Linked DNA regions of Sus scrofa: all the other regions are linked to region 3. The links are chromatin contacts, called in public Hi-C and HiChIP or PLAC-seq maps. All regions are on one chromosome and are shown on one strand. The core of a region is the stretch at or near the end of the contact, and the rest is flanking DNA. Distances in the headings are between cores, read along the strand shown.

Region 1 (4,182 bases), core at 1,345-3,844, 87 kb after region 3:
TGTTTAATGTTTTCCCATTTCTTCTCTTTATATTCTATTCAGTTTTAGTTCATTTAAACAGAAAGTAAGAAAGCTTATCTGGAACCGCTAAATTGATTTCGCTACCCACACGTGGGTCATCATCCATCATAAGTTTAAAAAAGACAACTCCAGGGGAGTTCCCATCGTGGTGCAGTGGAATTGAATCTGACTAGTATCCATGAGGATGTGGGTTCAATCCCTGACCTCGCTCAGTGGGTTAAGGATCCAGCGTTGCTGTGGCTGTAGTGTAGGTTGGCAGCTGTAGCTCCATTTGACCCCTAGCCTGGGAACCTCCGTATGCTGTGGGTGTAGCCCTAAAAATATAAAAAAAGGACAACTCCAGTCTGTTCCTGAGGGTTACTGCCTGGAAGTCCCTGCTGTCCTCAGATTAAAGCTCTGACAACTAACCCAGATAGTTTCCAACAGAGCTGGCTCAGACCTGTTGTGTGTGTGTGTGGGTTTTTTTTTACAACATCATGTAGCCTGGCTGTCCTCTCTCCAAGCCAGTGATTTGACAGAAAGAGGAAAGTTTACATTTGGTCATAGCACTGGAACAGCTGCTGCCCAATTCTAATCAGCTGAATCTGAGCTGTGCAGAGCTGGGTGTTTCCTCGATCCAGGGTAATGCTGCATCTAATTCTTTGTTATGGGTTACAGTGGAACATGGACTTTCTGAGGATATGTATATTTGGTGGATGTGGGAAGGAGAGAAGGAAAAGGAGACAGAATGAGAAATTCCTCTTGGAAGCGGGTGGTGAAATTCATCTTAAAACAAAAACTAAAACCTCTGCCTGTATTTTTCTTTATTCAAATGGTGATTTTGAGTGGGAGATGGTCTCTTTTGTGTATTATTTGCTGCATTTGTTTTTGTGTTTTACCTTCCAAATTCTGGTACTTATAACCAAGCCAGTTTGAATGGGGGAAAAAAAAAACCCTCCCCCAAAAAAGCAGGCCCATCCAGGAAAGCTGGAAAGAGTTGATATGACAAAAAAAAAACCCCAAAAAAAACAAAACAAAAAAAAAACAAACCCACAGCCCAGTTTAGAATTTGACTACTGTGGTGGATTAGTTAGTGCTTCAGAATGCTATGTAGAGTCACAGAATCATGGCTTCTGTTTATCTTTTATATCATGTCCTAGTTCATATGCTTCACATTGTCAATTTTGCAAAAGGTTAGGCTAATTTTTGATAGTTAAATTGGTGTGGCTGATCAAAGAGCATCTTCTGAAAGGAGGGATCTGGGCCATGCATAGGAATCAAGCCTTTCTCAGGAGAGTGACAGAATCAAACACTGTCATGAGCTATTTTCTTTTTACTGTGTCTTTCCATGTAGAGGTTATTGCGCCTCTCAAGAGCTGTTACCACAGCACCACACTGGACAGTAAGTGGGTGGTGGTGCAGAGTCATCTATGCAAAGTGAGAGGCGACGCTTGGTGACATTCTTTGTTTTCTCCCCAGTATCTAAGACAGTGCTTGGCATGTAGTTGGAGCTCAATGAATATTTGACAAACGAATGAATAATGTTGGCTACAATAATAATTATTGTAATAAAAAAAGATAATAAGAGACTGAGGAACTGATCTGGGCTGGGCATGTGATATGAAAGCACATCCTTTCAAAGAATTTATTCTGAGTTTGGTAAAAGAGATTCAGTTAGAAGACAAGCTTACATTCTTCCAGTTGATAAATCAACTTGAGCACACGGATAGCACTGGTGATGTCCACATACCTAGAAGTAGGGGTTCCTGCTGTAAAGGAGTCACAGTTGAGTTGGAGGAGATAAAGATTACAGCACAGTACTGGGGGTATCAACAGAAAGGGCCTTCTTGTCACACTGGGCTGGGATTGGGGACTGCCTTCCAGGAAGGCTGGATTTCAAAGATGAACAGGCATTAGACCAGCAAAGGAAGGACTGAGGACTTTTTAGGCAGAGGAACGGATACCATCGGGGCGGTCCATCATGGCCAGAGCAGCCTCTAGAAGGCATTTGGGTTGAGAGTGGAGGCCCCACTAGTCTGGCAGGGCCTTGTGCCTGAGGTGTTTGTCTTGGATCCTAGGGCAGGGAGAGCTCTTGGAAGATTAGTCATGTGCAGTTTGGGTGCTTTGAAAGAGTTGTGTGGTGGAAATGGATCCCAGGCTATGTACAGCCAGATGAGAGGTGAAGGGACAGGAAAAACTAGTCCTCCCACAGGGTTGGGGCAGACAGGCCCACATACTTCCTTTTCAAAGGCATCCCAACTATAGCAACTTGATGGTGACCAACAAAACAAAAACAAAACAAAAACAAAACCTTAGTTCCAAGAGTAGACCTTTGTGACAGGTAGTCACAAATAATAATAACAGCGGCAGACGACAGTAACCTAATAATAATCCCACTGCTGCTTTTATTATGAAAACAGAAGGCTGAGCTGCTGACTTTTCTAGCAACTTTTGCAAGACATTTAAATCCCTCTAGCTGGCCCTTTGTTCCTGTGTTGCCATGGAGTGTCAATAAGCCCCGCTCAGAATAACCCCGGCAGTGACATGAGAGGTACAGCTTGCTCACTGGCATGGTGGCTGGCCAGGTTACACTGTTTTCATTGCTCCCGTCTTGGGAGGAGCACTGGGCAGCTGGTTGCCCTGGCAGCTGTGAAAGGTGTACGTCTCTTGGCTGCCCAGAGTTTGAAATGCAACCAGAACTTGCCTGCCCTACTGAGCATGTGCAGCTCAAGATGGAGCTGATAGCAACTGAAAATAGCCCACTGCGCACCTGTCGCCTGTACACCAGCCCCTGCCACCTGCCATTAGGACAGTGTGGGCTCACTTGGTGGACAGGTGAGGGCTGAGTGGATCTCAGTGGGTCTCAGGAAGATATTGGGAACTTTGGCCATGGCTTAAAAGGAAACAAAAAAGCAGCAGGCCCTTCTGAGCAGTTCAGTGGACACTTTTGTGGTCAGTGGGTGACCACAGTGGCTGCGTATGCACAGTATGTGCTGAAGACGCCATACAATTTTCCTTGCTCAGCCAAACTGTGGTCCAGCAAACAGACCAAGAGGTAAATGTTTCCTCTCGGAGGAAAAGGCTTTCTGACGAAACTCCTAGTGGCAGCCATCCTGATTTACCTGCCTCAGTGGAGGCACAGGGTCAAACTATTTTGTTTGACTTTTCTGCCTGCTCTTTAATTCCCAATGATTGACAGTAGATCACTTCTATAAGGTGTCTCTTTGCTAGATTAGTCTTTCTCAGCAATCCAAGTGCGGGCACAGAACAGAATCATAGCATGTTAGGAGCTGTCTTTTTCCCTTTGGGACTCTTTCCATTTCCTTCTGGGCTTTCATCTCTTCGGCGGGCTTGCCACCATCGGGTAGGCTTGGCACACCAGTGTGGATGGAAGCAGGCTCTGGAAGGAAATACTTCTGAAATGACTGGTGGTATTAAAGCTGCTATTTAGAAGTGACCCTTCTTAGAGACTTGGGTTATCTTTAGGCCATCACTGCTCCACAGCCACCGGAGCCAAAGGGAGTCTGCGGAAACCCTGGCCGGTTGCTCTCGCCTTGGTTTGTGTTTAGATATTCTTGCTCTCCAGCCAGTGGCCTCGTGACACATCTCAGATTTAGCTGCCTTTCTTCTGCCAAGGTCCAAGATTATTGTGGAAGCTGGGAATGGTGTGCTGTGCCACAGAGATGAGGGGAGTGAGGGAGGGGTGTTTGAGAAGCCAGTTCTGGTTCTCAGCCCTCTGAAGAAATGCTTTCTCTTTCCACCTTGAGTGTAGGCACCTGGAACCTTTCTGTGGGCTCAGGGGTAAAAGGGAATAAGTTCAAAATGAACATTTCTCAACTGTCTCATGGTGATTGTAGGATCTTTAGTCTATGATGAAGAATCCAGTCTTCTAAGTGTGTTGAATTTGGAAGTTCACGAATCCTTGTGGACCATATTAATTAGATTGATGGGGTAAAGAGACAAAGCAAAGATCCAGTTATTAAGGCTGGAATGCATATGCATGAGGCATGTATTTGTGGGACTGAAGACATGGGATTCCATTCTTTATTGACCTTTCATGGAGTTCTGGACCTGGAAGGGCCTCCCTTGATTGGGAGATGGGATGATAGCAATATCAAAAACTTGGGCTTTACCCCTGTTTTTCACCCTTGAAAAAACTCTGTCTGGCTTCATCTGGGCTGG
Region 2 (4,420 bases), core at 308-2,807, 100 kb before region 3:
GGCTGTAGCTCCGATTTGGCCCCTAGCCTGGGAACTTCCATATGCTGCACATGCAGCCCTTAAAAAAAAAAAAAAAAAAAAAAAGGCAAACAGGATGAAAAAAGAGTCCTGCTTCCACTCTCCCTGAGCTGATCACTTGTTCTGTCCTGCTGGCTGCTGGATTCCCTCCAGCTGAAACACAGCCATGTAAATCCAGTGTGCTCCCAGGGCAGGGGCCTGACACTGCAAAGCTATGTTAAGAGGTCAGGCTACAGAGATGGGTAAGCCAGTCTCCCAGGTCTAGTGAAGCAGAGAAGTGCAAGGTCAAATGCTTTCTCAGGTTCATTAGGGGCCTCACCACACTCGCTCTCAGCTTTTAGCACAACTCCCACTTCACTCAACATTAATTCAACCTGCATTTACTGAATCCCTGCCACGTATTCCCCTTTCCAATCTGTGGCCTTTTAAACTGAATTGATGCCTGCTCTTCTGTCTTTCCTGCTTAACTTCATCTCACCTACTGGGAAAATTAAGAGAGGATCCCACTTATGCCCAGAACTGTGAAAATGCAACGTATCTTTAGTGGAAAGTTTACAGATAACCACCAGATGGGGCTGCTATGCAATGAAAGTAAACTTTTGTGGGGGCATGAGGAGTGGCTACAATATACTCCAACATCCAGAACAGCATTATTTATATCTTTCTTCATTGAAAACTAGGAAAAAAATGTTTTATGGATGTCTATGCTTCTAAATTTTTATAAAATCAAATCACTGCTTATAACAAATTTAGAAAATACTCCTCTTAGAAAGGGAATGTACATATATGTATGACTAGGTCACTTTTCTGTACAGCAGAAATTGGCACAACATTGCGAGTCAACTACACTTTAATAAAAAAAATTTAAAGAAAATACTCCTCTTAAAAAACAAGTGATCTTTTTAGAGAAAAATATATGTGCTTATTATTAGATGTTTTCCCCTCGGAGGAGATCCTGCCCACATCAAGTTTGCTTGCTTGTCTTTCTTCCTGATCCTTTCTCTTCATTCCTCTGTCTCTTTCAGTGAAAGGCCATAATATGAAAGGGAAATGCATTTATTTATTTATTTTATTACAGTCTTCTATGTGCTCTGTAATCAATTTCAAAAATAAATGAATGGCGTTTGACATTTTCTATCAACAGGCTCTTCTATCCTGATCTCTTCCATCTCAATCTAAATTAATCACTTTGACCTCACTACTTTTTCCTTCAGGTTTAGTTTGAAGATCTAGACAATTCTTGATTAATAACACTCACATGAGGTTGCCCCTGTCTCAGAAAATCCGAGAGACAAAAGGAGGGAGAGTGCCAAGTATGCCTTTGCTATCTCAGGAACACCCTGCTTAATGGGGCAAAGTAACCACAGGGGGTGGGGTTGGGGGGCAGCTGGAGCGTGACAATTGACCCCTGGGATGCAGAGGCAGGGAGTCTGCAGAGTCTGCGGACAGCAGCAGGGAAAGCTGCAGAGGGGAGGCGTCCCTCCTCTTTCTGCAGCACGATGCAGCCTGTGTCCCACTAATGCAAAACCAAGAGCGTCCTGGTGAGAAATGGAAAACCTAAAAATAGACCTGCAGAAAGGACTTTGACCTTGGCTTGAAAGTCAGCCCAGTGCTATGACAAGAAGGACTTTTTCCATGAAGATTATGTTTTTAAAATTCATATTTCATCTGCGTGCAGACTCTCGGTAAAACCACACTCAGAAAATGTGCATGTTGGCTGTCTTTCAGCTGTAAAGTCATTATATTTGGCTCTGGTTCTTTTGGACATTAGATGTCTGTGTAAGCGTTTCTTTTTGAAATTTCTCATGTAAGAAGTTAGTGGTTATAAACTGGATTAATAGTGACATTTAAGCATATCTCTATTACTGTATGTATCCAGTACTTAATGATTTCTGGAAAGAATTCAAGGACAAAGCAGGAAAATGTTGCATTCAAGTAATATAGAATGTACATGCTTTAGAATTAACTACAAAGAATTAGTAATTTCTCTTGAAGATATCTATCCACAGTACCAAAAGAATATATATATTTTAAGCTTCAGTAATTAAATCCCAAATTAAAGGATACTGTCCTATAATTTCTTGTGTATGTTAGTTATATTTGAAATGTTTGCTATCAAAGAACTTCAGGGGACCTTTATATGTACTCCATATATATGTTAAGAGTAACTTTGTGTGTGTATGTTTTGTTTTGTTTTTTTTAAGGCTATTAAATGGCAAAAACACTTTTATATACTTAGGTAACTTCCTAAGGAACAGCTGCCACCAATTAAACAACATACTTTTTAAAGACTCTTGGGGGTTCAATATACCGTCAGTGGACTGAAAAATCTGGAAAAATGGACTTCATTAGCTACTACAAAATTATTGAAAAGATGGTTGAAATGGCGTTTAATACCTGCGAAGACAGGAATAATCAGTGGTTTAAAGTTTCACCATAAAGATTGGTAAATAACCCTGATTACAGGTCTTATTCAAACAGAAAATAATGGATATGTGATGAAAGGAGAATAATGATCCGAATTGCTCTTAATCTTGGAATCATGCCTATTGATTGGCCTAGAAATAATGGGACTAATCATATGGTAAGAAAGCCAAGTGCTTGAGAAAGTCATTAACTTTGGGGAAACAAGATACCCACTAACTTCATTGTACTAGTACAGTATTTTATTGAGTAAAGCCTTCAAACATCTGTGTATTTAGGAAAAATTCCAGTGCTAACCCACGTCAAATAGCATTCCTTTCCACTTCTCCGGAACTGGTAAAAGCTATTTAGGTACTCTTTATAATTCATCAAACATTGACTGAACACCTACTGTATGCCTGGAATACCACAGAATCAAATAAGTAATTTAGCATTTTGAAAGATAATTACTAATCTCACATTGGCTTATTTCTAATAAGCTAAAGAAGTAACGATCTTCTCAAAATAGTCAATTTACCCTTTAGACTGGCATTCCTGAAACACTCTGGCAAAGTTTCATGAATAGACATATGTACAGTTGTCCTCTCATCTCAGCTTTTGCTTTCTGTGGCTTCCGTTACTCAGTCAACCACGGTCTCAAAATAATAGGCGGAAAGTTCCAGAAATAAACAATTTGTAAGTTTTAAATTGCAAGCCATTTTGAGGAGCATGATGAAATCTCGCGAGGGTCTGAATAGCGTGATTACGTCTCTCTGGGTGCCCTGCCCAGGACTTGAATCTTCCCTTTAATCTGCGCATCACCTGTAAGTCCCAGAGTAGCCCTCTCTGGTTATCAGATCCACTGTGTTTGTGGTATTTCAGTGTTTGTGTTCAAGTAACCCTTATTTTACTTACTAATGACTCCAAGGTGCAAGAATAATGGTGCTGGCAATTAAGATACGCCCAAAGGAAGCTGGGAAGCTGTAAAGGGCTTCCTTTAAGTGGAAAGGTGAAAGTTCTCAATAAGGTTAGGGAAACTATGCTGAGCTAAGACCTGTGGTAAGAAATTGTGAAGAAGGAAAAAGAAATTTGTGCTGTTTTTGCTGTCGTACCTCAGACTGCAAAATTATGGCCACAGTGAGTGATAAAGTGCTTAGTTAAGTTGAAAATGGCATTAAATTTGTGAAAGACATTTTGAGAGAGAGACTACATTCACTTAACTTTTATTATAGGAAATTGTTATAATAATTCTATCCTATCATTGTTTATTGTTGTTAATCTCTTACTGTGTCTAATTTACAAATTAAACTTTATCATAGGTATGTATGTATATGAAAAATCATAGCTTATATAAGGCCTGGTACTATCCAGGGTTTCAGGTATCCACTGGGGGTTTTGGAACGTACCTCCTGCAAATAAGGGGGACTACATCATATTAAAGAGACACAAAGTCTTTTTTAAAAAAAAATCATAATTTCTCATCTCTAGGGAAAGCCTCAGAGGATTTTGAATTCGAAATATTCTTACTTCCCATTAACTTTTCTTGAGGACTCCTGTAGCCAATTACTACTTAAATTTACAGCCTCTTTAACCCATTTTTGAGAACTTTCATGTCTTTTTAGATCCTGGTCTTGACAATGTATCACTGTTATTTTCATTTAAACAGTAATATATAAACAGCTGATTCATAGAAAGAGAAGTATGTGGGGAAAAAAAATGCCAATCTTGGCAAATGTGTGTTGACCAAGGAACTAATCCTGTAAAGGCTTGCCAGGTGGGGGCGGCAGAGAGCACTTGCTAAGACACAGTTGAGAACCTCAGGCCAGGTGATTGCCAGGAAACCCTCAAGGGCACTGGGGAACCACAATATCAATCTGTTGTGGGGAGTTAGCTGAATGGAGAGTCTGTTAAGAGGAAGCACCAGCCGGGAGACACAAGGAAAAGGAACAAGAAAGGGCTGAATGCAAAGAGGAAAGAGCTTGGGCTTTGAAATCACAAA
Region 3 (4,173 bases), core at 31-2,530:
CTGCAGGCACCATGCAAAATTCGATCCTCGCATGCCTTTTTGATGCTCTGGATAATATTAGAACACTGGAGTGTTTTTGTGTATCCAAGGACCGAGGTTGTCAGCCTCTCTGTGGCGGGGAATGTTCCTTCCTTTCCACTGTAAGCTCTCATGGCGCCTAGGACAGCGGTAGGTTACCGCAGACCCCCGCCCCTGTACCCCCCCATTTTTTTTTTTTTTTTTTTTAAATAAGGAGGTGTACTGCGAAAATGGCAAGCTCTTGCATAACCCCAGACCTTGAGGGGAAATGAGCAAAGTGGAAGGGGATTTGAAGGCAGGTCAGAAATGGCCTGGATGAGAATGCCGAGGCTTCTCTGTGAGAATCCAGTCGGCCAGGCAGGACTCCAACCGCTCGCAACCCGCAGTCCCGGGCCGGGGAGGCAGCCCGCCCGCCGGCCCGCCCACCCCGCGCGCCCCCGGGAGCTGTCCAGACAGCCCCGCCCGCGCCTACCTGGGCTCTCACCCCGCCGTGCGGCCTCTCTGCCTCCCACCCTGGCCGCGGGAGCCCGGCTCAGGCCTGCCCCGCCGCCTCCCCGCCTCGAAGGAGCCCCGCGGGAGGCGCGCTCGCAGCCTCCTCTGGGCTGGCCAGACAGCGTGGGGCGCGCCGGGGGCGGCTCGGCCAGGCTCGGCGGGGCTCGGCGGGCTCGCCCCGGGCCGGGCGCCTGCAGGGGGCGCGGGAACGGCCCCGCCCCGCCGCCTTCCCTCTCCCTCCCGGCTCCCTGGAACCGCGCCGGGAGGAAATGATGTGTTGCTGCCTGGTTAATCACAGCTCCAGACACTCATTGGCCGAGCGCTCCGCAGCCACTTCCTTCTCCTCCTCCTCCCGCTCCTCCCGCTCCCGCTCCTGCTCTTTGCAGCCGCCGCCGCCGCCGCAGCCTCCCCCTCGGCGCTGGGGGAACTTTTCTACTCTCAGTGACCGACTCCCCCGCCGCCCCCCGGCCAGCCCCCACCCGGCCCGCCCCGCCCGCTGCAGTCCTCCCAGCCCTGTCCGCAGCGCCTCGGGAAGTTTATTCCGCCCGCCCTCCTCCCCTTCCTTCTCCTCCGCCTCCTCTTCACCCCGCCTCCCCTCCCTCCCCCGGCTCTTTTCCCGGGGTGGCTGCCGCTGCCGCTGCCGCCGCTGTCTCTGCCAGGCTGCTCCTCGGCCAGCCGCACCGGCCCCAGGGCTGGAAAGCCCCTGGCCCCCAGCACCGGCTCGCCGTACCCGCCCGCCGCAGCCGCCGCCGCCGCCGCCGCCGCCGCTCGGGGCCGGTCGCCCGCCCTCGGCCCCGCGGAGTTCCGGGCTCCCTCGCCGGCTGCACCGCCCCGCCCCGCCCCGCGCCGCGCCGACCTGCAGCGCCCGGCTGGCTCGCACTCCGCCTCCCCGGCTCAGCCCCCCGCCGCCGCGGGACCAGAGGTGAGGGCAGGTCGCCGGCCGCCCCTGCCAGAGACCGGAGGACCGTGGGAGGAGGGAGCCTAGGCAGGAGAAGGGGCAGGGAATGGGGGTGGGAGGGTGGGCGTCAGCGGTGCTTCCCCCTCGCTTTCATTCCTTTCTCCCCCAAGCCGATCCACTCTTGGTGGGGGAAGCAGCCGCGGAAAAAAACTGTCTTGCTGTGGCCCTGAACTGCCAGTGGGATATGGGAGAGGGCAGAGGCAAGGAGTGGGTGGTCGTGTGTGTGTGTGTGTGTGTGTGTGTGTGTGTGTATATGTATGTATGTATGTGTGTGCGCATATGCATGTAGTGAACTCCTTCAGGGTGTGCGCCTCTGACTTGTAAATCGATCTGGCCGCCTGGCCACGGGGCTCACCTTCCTAGCTGAGCTTCGTAGAGAGTAAAGGGATGGGCGAATCACCCCCCACCTTCAAAATATCCGTCTCTTCCAAGAGGAATTTTCTGCTGGAGAGACAGCCAATAAACTCTGCTCAATGCCCTCCCTCCCTCCGTTCTTCCTAGCTGCAGTTTCAAAAAGCTTCAAAGCCAGGAATGTGGGATTCATCTTCCGATCCCCAGAAGGCAAATGTGGTTACAGATGTTGCACGGTACTTTGCCAAGTTTAAAACCCTTCCTTCAACACTGTAACCAAAACAGTGAGGCTAGAACCTTGGGCGCGCTGATATATGTGGGCCTCGGACTGTTGGACTCACTAACCCGTCGGGTTCTTGAGTATCTCAGCTCTGCCCAGTTTGTGCCAGATCTGTCTCCCACTCAGCTCCGACCCCCCTTTTCCTCCGGAGTTTTGAACGCTCTTTGCAGGGGAGAGAAGCTATAGAGGAAGCTACTTAGGGAAAAAAAAACATTCAACCTCCTAGCAGAGGAAAAGTCTTGGTGAAAAAGTTGTGCTTAATACGGCTCTGGGAGAGAGGTAGCCAAGTAATACAGTGGATGTTAATTTTATTGGGCTTTCTTTGCTTTCTTTTTTGAAGTGTGTGTCTGTGATTGAGGTTAGATGATGAGAAAAGAAACTTGTTTCATAGAGATTTTTTGTATTTTCGAAAAGAAGCCCTGGCATTTAGACACAGATCAACCCAGTGGTTTTAAAAGAATCCTGTCCCAGAGATGCAGACTGCTCTGACAGCTCAAGGAAAGGCGGTGGCAAAAAATAGATACCACCTCCCTTTCCCCCCAAAAAAATTCTTCCTGGAAAGGTAGTGGTAAGAAATTTCAAGAGATGGGCTGATCCAAGTGGCGGGCCTTAAATGGAAACACTATAGTATGTCCTGGCACTTGTCTCTGGAGGTGGGTGGCTGGCGGTGGGGGGTGGGGGTGCGGCTTGGGCAGCCAGCAGACACCACCAGACTTGTGCTGACCTCATACACTGGCCTCTCCATCCACTTTTACAGTATGCTTGAGTATGAAGTATGAGTCCTCTGCATTTCACTGATGGGGACACAAGGCTCAAGAGGCTATCTTAGGCCTGGACAGGACTTGAATCACCTGGCTTCCAAGACCAAATCACTTTTGTGTGTGTGTGGTGTATGATTCAGTTGTTTTTGTTTTCTGCCCTGGGATTAAAAAAACAAGGCTTTTGAGGCTGAGATGTGTAGGCCTTAGATTGATGGAATTGTGTTGGGTAATCTAATTTCTACTGTCGCCCCTTGTAAAAATACTCAAAGGTGGTGAATGATGTTCTGATAAATTCTGGAGAGATGGCAAAAAATCAAGGGCCGGGATGGGTTCATTCTCTACGTTTCTAGCAGTATAAGTGTATTTTACCTGAATAGGAGAGAGTGGTTTTCAATAAAACTTGATATAGGTAGTAGTTGTACCACTTTTGTACCTTGGAAGAGAGTGAGCATTTGAATCTCAATAAGTTTCTTGTTACCTCTAAGTAACGTAAAAGAATACCAAGGATGGAGAGTAAAGATGGAGGTGTATGCCATCATCAGGAATGTAACTAATTCATTTCAGAAGTGAGGGATTTAATGGCATTAATAGTATAGTAATTTTTTTTAAAGTAGTGATTTAAATTTTGTGCAGATAGCAGTTATTGAATCAGTAAATGAAGACTATGCCTCTATCTTACCCTCGATTGCACTGAACTAGTCCTGTGGTGATCATGATAGGCTTTTAGGTAAGGTGGGTTGAGTAGTTTAGCCTTCTTAGGGAAGGAGGAGTGGGACAGAAATGGATTTGAAAAATGATCCTGCTATTCAAGGTCATGAGGTGAAGATAGAATCAATGCGTATATACTGTACTTTAGGCAAACAGGAGCTGGGTCTGGGAATTGTCCTCTGTGCTTGTTTTACCATTGGATCCCTGCCTCTTGATTTATTTTTATGTGTTAGAAAATTAGGGGGAAGTAAACTATTGATGGTAGCAAAATCCGTTGATGTGTTTTGAGTGAATTTAATGACAGATACGATGATTTGGGGAGGAGGGGGACTGGATACATGCCAGGCACCATGCTCAGCTCTTTACATGCCCTTTTTCATTATAACAAGCATATGACTTAGTATTATTTCATTCCTGTACAGTAAGAAATTGAGTCTTAACAGAATTGAGTTGCCCAAAGCTGTAGAGCTAGTCAGTGGTGGAGTGGGAATTTGAACCAGGAGTTTGTGGGACTCTGGAACCCTTGTTCTTGGCAGCTCTCACTGGTGTTTGCCAAATTTCATTCGTTCATATGTTGTCTTCATGAGTTTACCATAGCTAAGTCT

Evidence for each region. Hi-C and Micro-C count contacts between places; a contact is called where the count stands out from the background. HiChIP or PLAC-seq counts read pairs in DNA pulled down with a chosen protein or histone mark.
Region 1: a contact with region 3 is called in an H3K27ac HiChIP or PLAC-seq map of skeletal muscle. The contact joins the enhancer-like site here to the promoter of ACVR1 in region 3. A contact is called at or near these places in 1 of 5 promoter capture datasets (liver), 14 of 47 Hi-C or Micro-C datasets (brain, embryonic fibroblasts, fetal skeletal muscle and 5 more) and 2 of 2 datasets of contacts at active chromatin or transcription factors (alveolar macrophages and skeletal muscle).
Region 2: a Hi-C map of skeletal muscle shows a contact between it and region 3, with 5 times the contacts expected there. The contact joins the enhancer-like site here to the promoter of ACVR1 in region 3. A contact is called at or near these places in 1 of 5 promoter capture datasets (liver), 11 of 47 Hi-C or Micro-C datasets (alveolar macrophages, embryonic fibroblasts, fetal heart ventricle and 6 more) and 1 of 2 datasets of contacts at active chromatin or transcription factors (skeletal muscle).

Annotation. Positions count from the first base shown.
Region 1 is chr15:64,803,028-64,807,209 of Sscrofa11.1, reverse strand. The region is part of intron 3 of ACVR1 (activin receptor type-1); the gene reads left to right. Among named protein-coding and RNA genes, the nearest start is that of ACVR1, 87 kb to the left of the region's middle. Within about 2 kb of position 2,594, at least 14 of the 83 cell types and tissues checked have an H3K27ac peak or open chromatin away from gene starts, as enhancers often do. A contact at or near this core is called in alveolar macrophages, fetal skeletal muscle and skeletal muscle, where this site is marked.
Region 2 is chr15:64,993,293-64,997,712 of Sscrofa11.1, reverse strand. No RefSeq gene overlaps it. Among named protein-coding and RNA genes, the nearest start is that of UPP2, 93 kb to the left of the region's middle. Within about 2 kb of position 1,557, at least 8 of the 83 cell types and tissues checked have an H3K27ac peak or open chromatin away from gene starts, as enhancers often do. A contact at or near this core is called in skeletal muscle, where this site is marked.
Region 3 is chr15:64,888,760-64,892,932 of Sscrofa11.1, reverse strand. It overlaps ACVR1 (activin receptor type-1), which reads left to right and starts at 1,280. Exons shown (of 11, transcript XM_001927798.7): 1 at 1,280-1,432.